Linked DNA regions of Muntiacus reevesi: region 2 is linked to region 1. The links are chromatin contacts, called in public Hi-C maps. All regions are on one chromosome and are shown on one strand. The core of a region is the stretch at or near the end of the contact, and the rest is flanking DNA. Distances in the headings are between cores, read along the strand shown. Region 1 holds the start of XRN1 (5'-3' exoribonuclease 1). Region 2 holds the start of RNF7 (ring finger protein 7).

Region 1 (3,104 bases), core at 246-2,745:
TGTTGGCTTAATATTTTTTGCCACAGTTCCAATACATGAACTACATTTTTGAGGCGTGCACATAAACTCTGCTCTGGGGTCATTATATACCGAATAAGACGATTACAAGTATTAGTGCTCTTATAATCTGCTCCTCTTTCCGTTCTCCCTACTTCTCTCCCTTTCCCCCCCTTTCTCTAACACTAACACACACACATACACGCACGCACATACACGCACAATGAAGCCTTCAAATAAGTGCCCTGGTCCCGTCCAAATGTATTTTTATTTCTTTCGGAACGGGGGGTTGGTACGGTTCTTGGGGTAATAGAAAAAATGTACCGAAAGGCATCATAAATATGAACCATCAGCCACGTCAGAAAGTCTAGGCGTTGGGGGTAGGGCGGGATGCAGCTCGAGATAAGGAAAAGTAAACAGGGGTATTCAACGGCTGAGGCCGTTAGTAATTTTCGTAGGTTGGTCTGCTGGCTCTGGTGGGGACCCGGGGGAGGCCCTAAGAGAACACCCACTCCTCTTCGAAACGTCCAGAAAGAAAAACGAAACCTGCAACTTCCTGGGAAGGAAGGCGAAGCACTCCGGAGAGCGTCGCTCCCCCGGACTTGATGTCGGAGTCACGCAGGCCCTGCCCCGGCAGGAGCTGTCAGAACCGTCGCATCCCCGCGGCTCTGCCCACAGGAGGGCGACCTGCGCGTTCGCTCCCACTCAGATCACCAGGGTGTCCTTAAATGTCCTGCTCCCCTCCCTTCGGCGCTCAGCCAGCTGACGACGAGCAGCAGGAGGCGGCTGGGATCCCAGGTCCCAGGGCGGAGAGAGGGCCGCCGAGCCCCGGGTCCTCCGCCTTCTCAGCCGCTGACCCCGTGCTCACCCACCTGATGCTCCTTCACCACTTCGCTGAGGCAGGGATATCGCTCCGAGATCCATCGGTAAAACTTGGGGACTCCCATTTCGGCCGTCAATATTAACTCCAGGCAGGGCCAAACCGAAACCAAACGCCCCGCCGGGGCCTACGCAGCCGCCTCCGGCCGTCGCTCCGCGGATGACAACACACCGCCCGCCTGACCATAGAGAGCGGCCGCCGGGCCTAGAGCGGCCGGCTCCGAGGCCGCATCCCCGGGGCGGGGCTCTAGTCCCGGCCGAAAGGCTCGACGCAGAGCTTCCTGGTGGGTTACTCGGCTGAAACCCAAAGCGCGTTTGAATACGCGTGCGAAATTCAGTCATGAGACTGTCCGTTGATGGAGCCGTGCGCTATCAGTGGATTTGGAAATGGTGTGGAAATCCCATGAGACGACTGTAAGAATCCTGGCTCTTTCCGTCTCTTACAAATCTCAGTGGTTTTCAACATGCATTTGTAAAGGTCCGATGATTTATTTGGTTTACTTTGTGAGCGGAAATTTTTCGAGATTACAACAGTTTCTTTTCAAAACTTTCTTTTTTCAAATTACTTGCTTAAAATAATTTCCTAATACCCCTCCATCCAGCTTACTCTACAACTCTTTCCATTATACTTTCCTTGAATAGGAAAGTGTATGTTTAGTTTTGACATTTATACCTCTTGGGTTACCCCCGTCACACTTAAACTATACAAAAGGCAGAATTTTGTAAGGTGAACTTAAGTGAAATTACCTGTTATGAAAAGTTTTCCATTTATTTCTGTATAATCTCATTGCTTTGTAATTACCATGAGTTATTTTACATCTTCTGTAATAAAACATACCCCCAAATTTATTATTAAAATTGCTTAGATTTTAAAACCTGTGAAATGTTAAGTACTGCTTTTCCCCCAAACTATAGGATTCTGCATTCTGGTGCACTTTTAGTACGGTAGTATCTTTAAAATTACAGATTGTTTTCATATTCATGCTAATTGACTAACTTTTCTCTCCCTATCATATTTTAGACCATACCAAAAAATAAAAAGGAGTTTTACTAAGTGAACTTAATAATGTGCTATTTATGTTTACATCTCTCTTACTAGGCAATTCCCAGAGGGCAGGGCAAGTATTGTTAGCTAGCTCTGTGCACAAATATAGCACAGTGTTAACATAAAGAGTATTTATTCAATGTAATTTTTTGTTCAAATGAATCCTTACGCTAGCACTTATAATCAGTGAAAATTGTGAAATGAAATTAGGCTGGCTTGTTTTTTGCAAATATCTTTTTAGAGCATAAAAACATACAATATTCCATTTCTCCAGTTATAATACACAGTATATATTAAGAAAACAGTTTATTTTGTAACAACATATATTATTTTAAATATTATTAACAATCAGGGAGAAATATCAGTTACTCTGAGAATATAAACATATGTTGTACTTTGGAATTGAATAGATACAACCACAGATTAACACACCAAATGCATTAAATTTAGATTATTAACATATTCTTTAAAGTAATTCCATTTTACATATATGGGGTCCAACCGAGGTACATCTGGCATAGCAAATTTTCATCAGTAGCTTCTTGTATAAGGTAATGCACGTGTCCTTCGATAGATAATGGCAGCCCTGTCACTCTATTTCGGGTCTTGATTACACCTTGCAGTCGCTGCTCGATGTCAAGAACATGAGTCTTGGCCTAAAAGGAAATGGAAGATCATAAGAACGAAGGACCCAATGACATGTGGATATATGTTTATAAACTGGAATTACTGACTTTCTGTTATTTAACAAATATTAATGCCATTTTACTGACCTTTACTGCTTTTATAAGAGCAAATAAGACAAAAGAGAGAAGAAACAAATATGATAACTCGAGCTACTGATCTTAAAACTTGCAATGTTGACCTAATATCAACTGCATGGATGTTTTTCAGGACTAAGTGAAATATCAATAATCTCTTCCACATTAGAAGTCTAGAACAATAATATAAAAAACCTACCCTAAAAAGTGTTTAGGACATAAACATTTGAATATTAATATTCTAGGAATAGCAATAATACTCTGATGCCTAATATTTTCCATTAGTATATGCAAATGGGAGTTCTACATGAGCATCTGGAATCCTACACATTTCTCTCAATCAGAACAGCATATCAGAATGCAAGTGAGAATGATGTTATTAGAATAACAATTCTCAACCCATTCTAACTTATTTAAAATAA
Region 2 (3,104 bases), core at 328-2,827, 630 kb before region 1:
GGTGCTATATTGTGGCAGGATTTAAAGGACCAACTGGCACACTTAGATTTTGCTGTAATGATAAAGAGGAGCCGTGGAACATTTTGAGCAGCAGAGTGCTGGGTGGAAAAGGAGTATAGGAAAATTAAACAGGCATTTTAGATTGAATGCTAGAGTGGGGAGCAGAGATAGGAAGGAAGCCAGGACACAATAATCCAGGGGCAGGGAGGTGAGGTTCAGACTCAACACCAACAGGTACCACTCCTTCTTAATTATCCTCTGGCCTTTCATCTAAGGTCCGTCTTTTTCTCTTTCAAACTGCCCAGTTCACACCAAGTGGGGCATTTTTATCCTCTTCGGGTTCCAGTCTTCTTTTTTTAAAAATTAATTATCTAGCATTTATAGTCATTTACAGTCACATATGCAATAGCTTAATGTGAATGAAACATGTTCTGGATGGTTCATCTGGGTTTGTTTACAGACATTTTTGTCTGGCTTGTGAAGTTACTGCGGTCAGATTTATACCTGCTACCACCACTACTGCTCTGTCCGTTTGCTTTCTCCATTTACTTCCTGGACTCCAAGGCCTCCCATCTCCCCCCCCCCCCCCCCCAGTTCAAACTTTACCTCTTCTATGAGGTTTGCCCTCACTCCATCTGTCTTGAGGAACGTTTCTGTCTATTAGAGCACTTAATGCACCACTCAACAAACAGCACATATTATACCATCTGGCCAAACGTGTCCCTGTGTCCATAACTGTATTCTTACACGTTTAATGCATCCTTGTCTCCTCTGCCAGATTTCTGGAGTTTGGCTAGCCTAGACCCAGGGGCACAAGGCCTGACACCAGGAAATGAAGGAATGATGAGTCCCAATAGAGGTGGGAAGCTCTGAGTCCTAATCCTGACACAGCAGGTGTCCACCACTAGGTGGGAGTGGTGACCAAGCATCTTCCGGTCTCTGTGCCTCAGGTTTGGTATCTTTTAAATGGAGATGTTACCTGCTTTGCTTGAGAAAACATAACATGACCCTGGGCTAGCAATAGAAGAACCCTGGTTTCCACTGTCACCTTCTCAGAATAGCAGAATTACTTTTCTAAATTACTATAAATTACTTTTTATAATTTTTATAATAATTTTAATTAATTTAATATTATTAAATATTAATAATTATTTGTTTTAATTAATTTATTATAATATTATTTATAATATTTTTACAAATATAGCAGAATTACTATAAATTACATTTGGGGACTTCATTATTCCTACATATAAAAAATTAAACTACCTTTAAGTTTCTTAGAGTGTGGTCTCCAGGGTTCCTGGAATCCTTTCAGGGGACCAACAAGGTCAAAACTATTTACATACCAGTATTCATAGCTATGAGCTTCCCCGGTAGCTCAGCTGGTAAACAGTCCGCCTGCAATGCAGGAATCCCCGGTTCGATTCCTGGGTTGGGAAGATCTCCTGGAGAAGGGAATGGCTACACCACTCCAGTATTCTTGCCTGGAGAATCCTATTGACAGAGAAGCCTGGCGGGCTACAGTCCATGGTATCTGCAGAGTCGGACACGGCTGAGCACAGCACAGCCGTCATAGCTATTTCTCTTCATTCTCTCTTGTGAGTGTCCAATATAGGTATTCTAAGGATAACTTGTAATGGATTTCTTACTGTTTTGAAATGAATTAATATATTTTTTCCCGTTTTCTTAAAAAGGAAATACATATGTATAAGCGTGTATATGTACACATCCATCCTACACAAACAAAAGTTCTTAAATGTCCTTAAGTAATTTTTAAGTGTAAAGGGGTCCCGAGACCAAAAAATTTGAGAACCGTTGAACCAGATTCCTAGCTCGTCATTCATTCACTCAACAAATAACTGTTCCTCCCGAGGCTGCAGTTCTTAACGAAGGCGATGATCAAGAAATAGGCCCCGCTCCCAGGGCGTTTACATTTGAGAAGGACGGCAAACGAACATATCAACAAGACAGCTTCTAAAAGCGGTGTCATGAAGACATAAAACAGGACACGTGTTTCCTGCGCAGTGGAACCCTCCACCGCGCAGGGTCGGCCCGGGGTCTCTCAGCCCGCTGAGCTGGCCGGGCGTTGGGGACGTGAGTACCGGGAACCAGGACTCCGGGAAGCCGCTGGTGCCGGCGTGTGGTGACGTCACTGGGCCGCGCCAGCCAATCGCGGGCGCCGCCCCGTCCTAGACCCCCGCGGCGGCCCGCGGCCTGCGGGCGGCGCTGTGGCCCGTCGGGCGGCCCCACGGAGCCGCCATAGCCGCCCACCTCCCACGACCCAACGTCTCCGCCGCCGGCCCCGCGCCGCCGCTATGGCCGACGTGGAAGACGGTGAGGAACCCTGCGCCCTGTCGTCTCACTCGGGGAGCTCAGGATCCAAGTCGGGCGGCGACAAAATGTTCTCTCTCAAGAAGTGGAACGCTGTGGCCATGTGGAGCTGGGACGTGGAGTGCGATACGTGCGCCATCTGCAGGGTCCAGGTGATGGGTAAGCGCAGCACGCGAGGCCCCGGCTGTGCTGCGGCCTCCGCAGGCCGGGCTCCGGGCGTGGGGGGAAGGACCAAGCCTCCGAGAGACCGTTCCTGGAGGAGTGGGGGCGGGATCGCCCTGCCCTGGCGCCGGGAGACCGCGGGCCACGCCCGAGCTGCTGGTGATCCGAGGGCTGCGGCCGCTGCCAGGGGCCGAGGGGTCGTTCAGCAGACGACCTGTGCCGGGGACGGGTATTCTGGGAGAAAAGGGGGTGGCCGGAAGGACAATTGAACAAGGTCATTTCCAGTAGTGATCGGTGTGATCACAATAAAAGTAGGTGATTTAATGGGAGCTGGGAGGAACCACTTCGGTTTGTGTGGCCAGCGACGGCACCCTTTGCCGAAAACAAACCACACAGACGTCAAGGTCAAGGCCCTGAGTCAGCGGACCAGTCTGATGCTTCTGGTCACACACCAAAGTGATGCTCCGGAGTCATCTTCCACAAAAACGACCACTAGTCGTGCTCTGGAGAGGCGCAGGGAAGAAGAGTGTTCCTAGCCGTCCCCTTTCTGGATTGGCTACTGTTCTGCTGGCTTTTAAACCTGGATGATTCAAGATTGGTCAGATAGCACT

What was found. A called contact is a pair of places that touch in the nucleus more often than the background predicts.
Region 2: a contact with region 1 is called in a Hi-C map of muscle, with 6 times the contacts expected there. The contact joins the promoter of RNF7 here to the promoter of XRN1 in region 1. A contact is called at or near these places in 2 of 3 Hi-C or Micro-C datasets (blood and muscle).

The regions. Positions count from the first base shown.
Region 1 is chr8:6,882,610-6,885,713 of mMunRee1.1, reverse strand. XRN1 (5'-3' exoribonuclease 1) reads right to left here and starts at 1,495. Exons shown (of 43, transcript XM_065942915.1): 1 at 870-1,495. The coding sequence starts at 944. ATR (ATR serine/threonine kinase) reads right to left here. Exons shown (of 46, transcript XM_065942910.1): 46 at 1,883-2,577. The coding sequence ends at 2,404.
Region 2 is chr8:7,513,613-7,516,716 of mMunRee1.1, reverse strand. RNF7 (ring finger protein 7) reads left to right here and starts at 1,577. Exons shown (of 3, transcript XM_065942934.1): 1 at 1,577-2,483. The coding sequence starts at 2,316.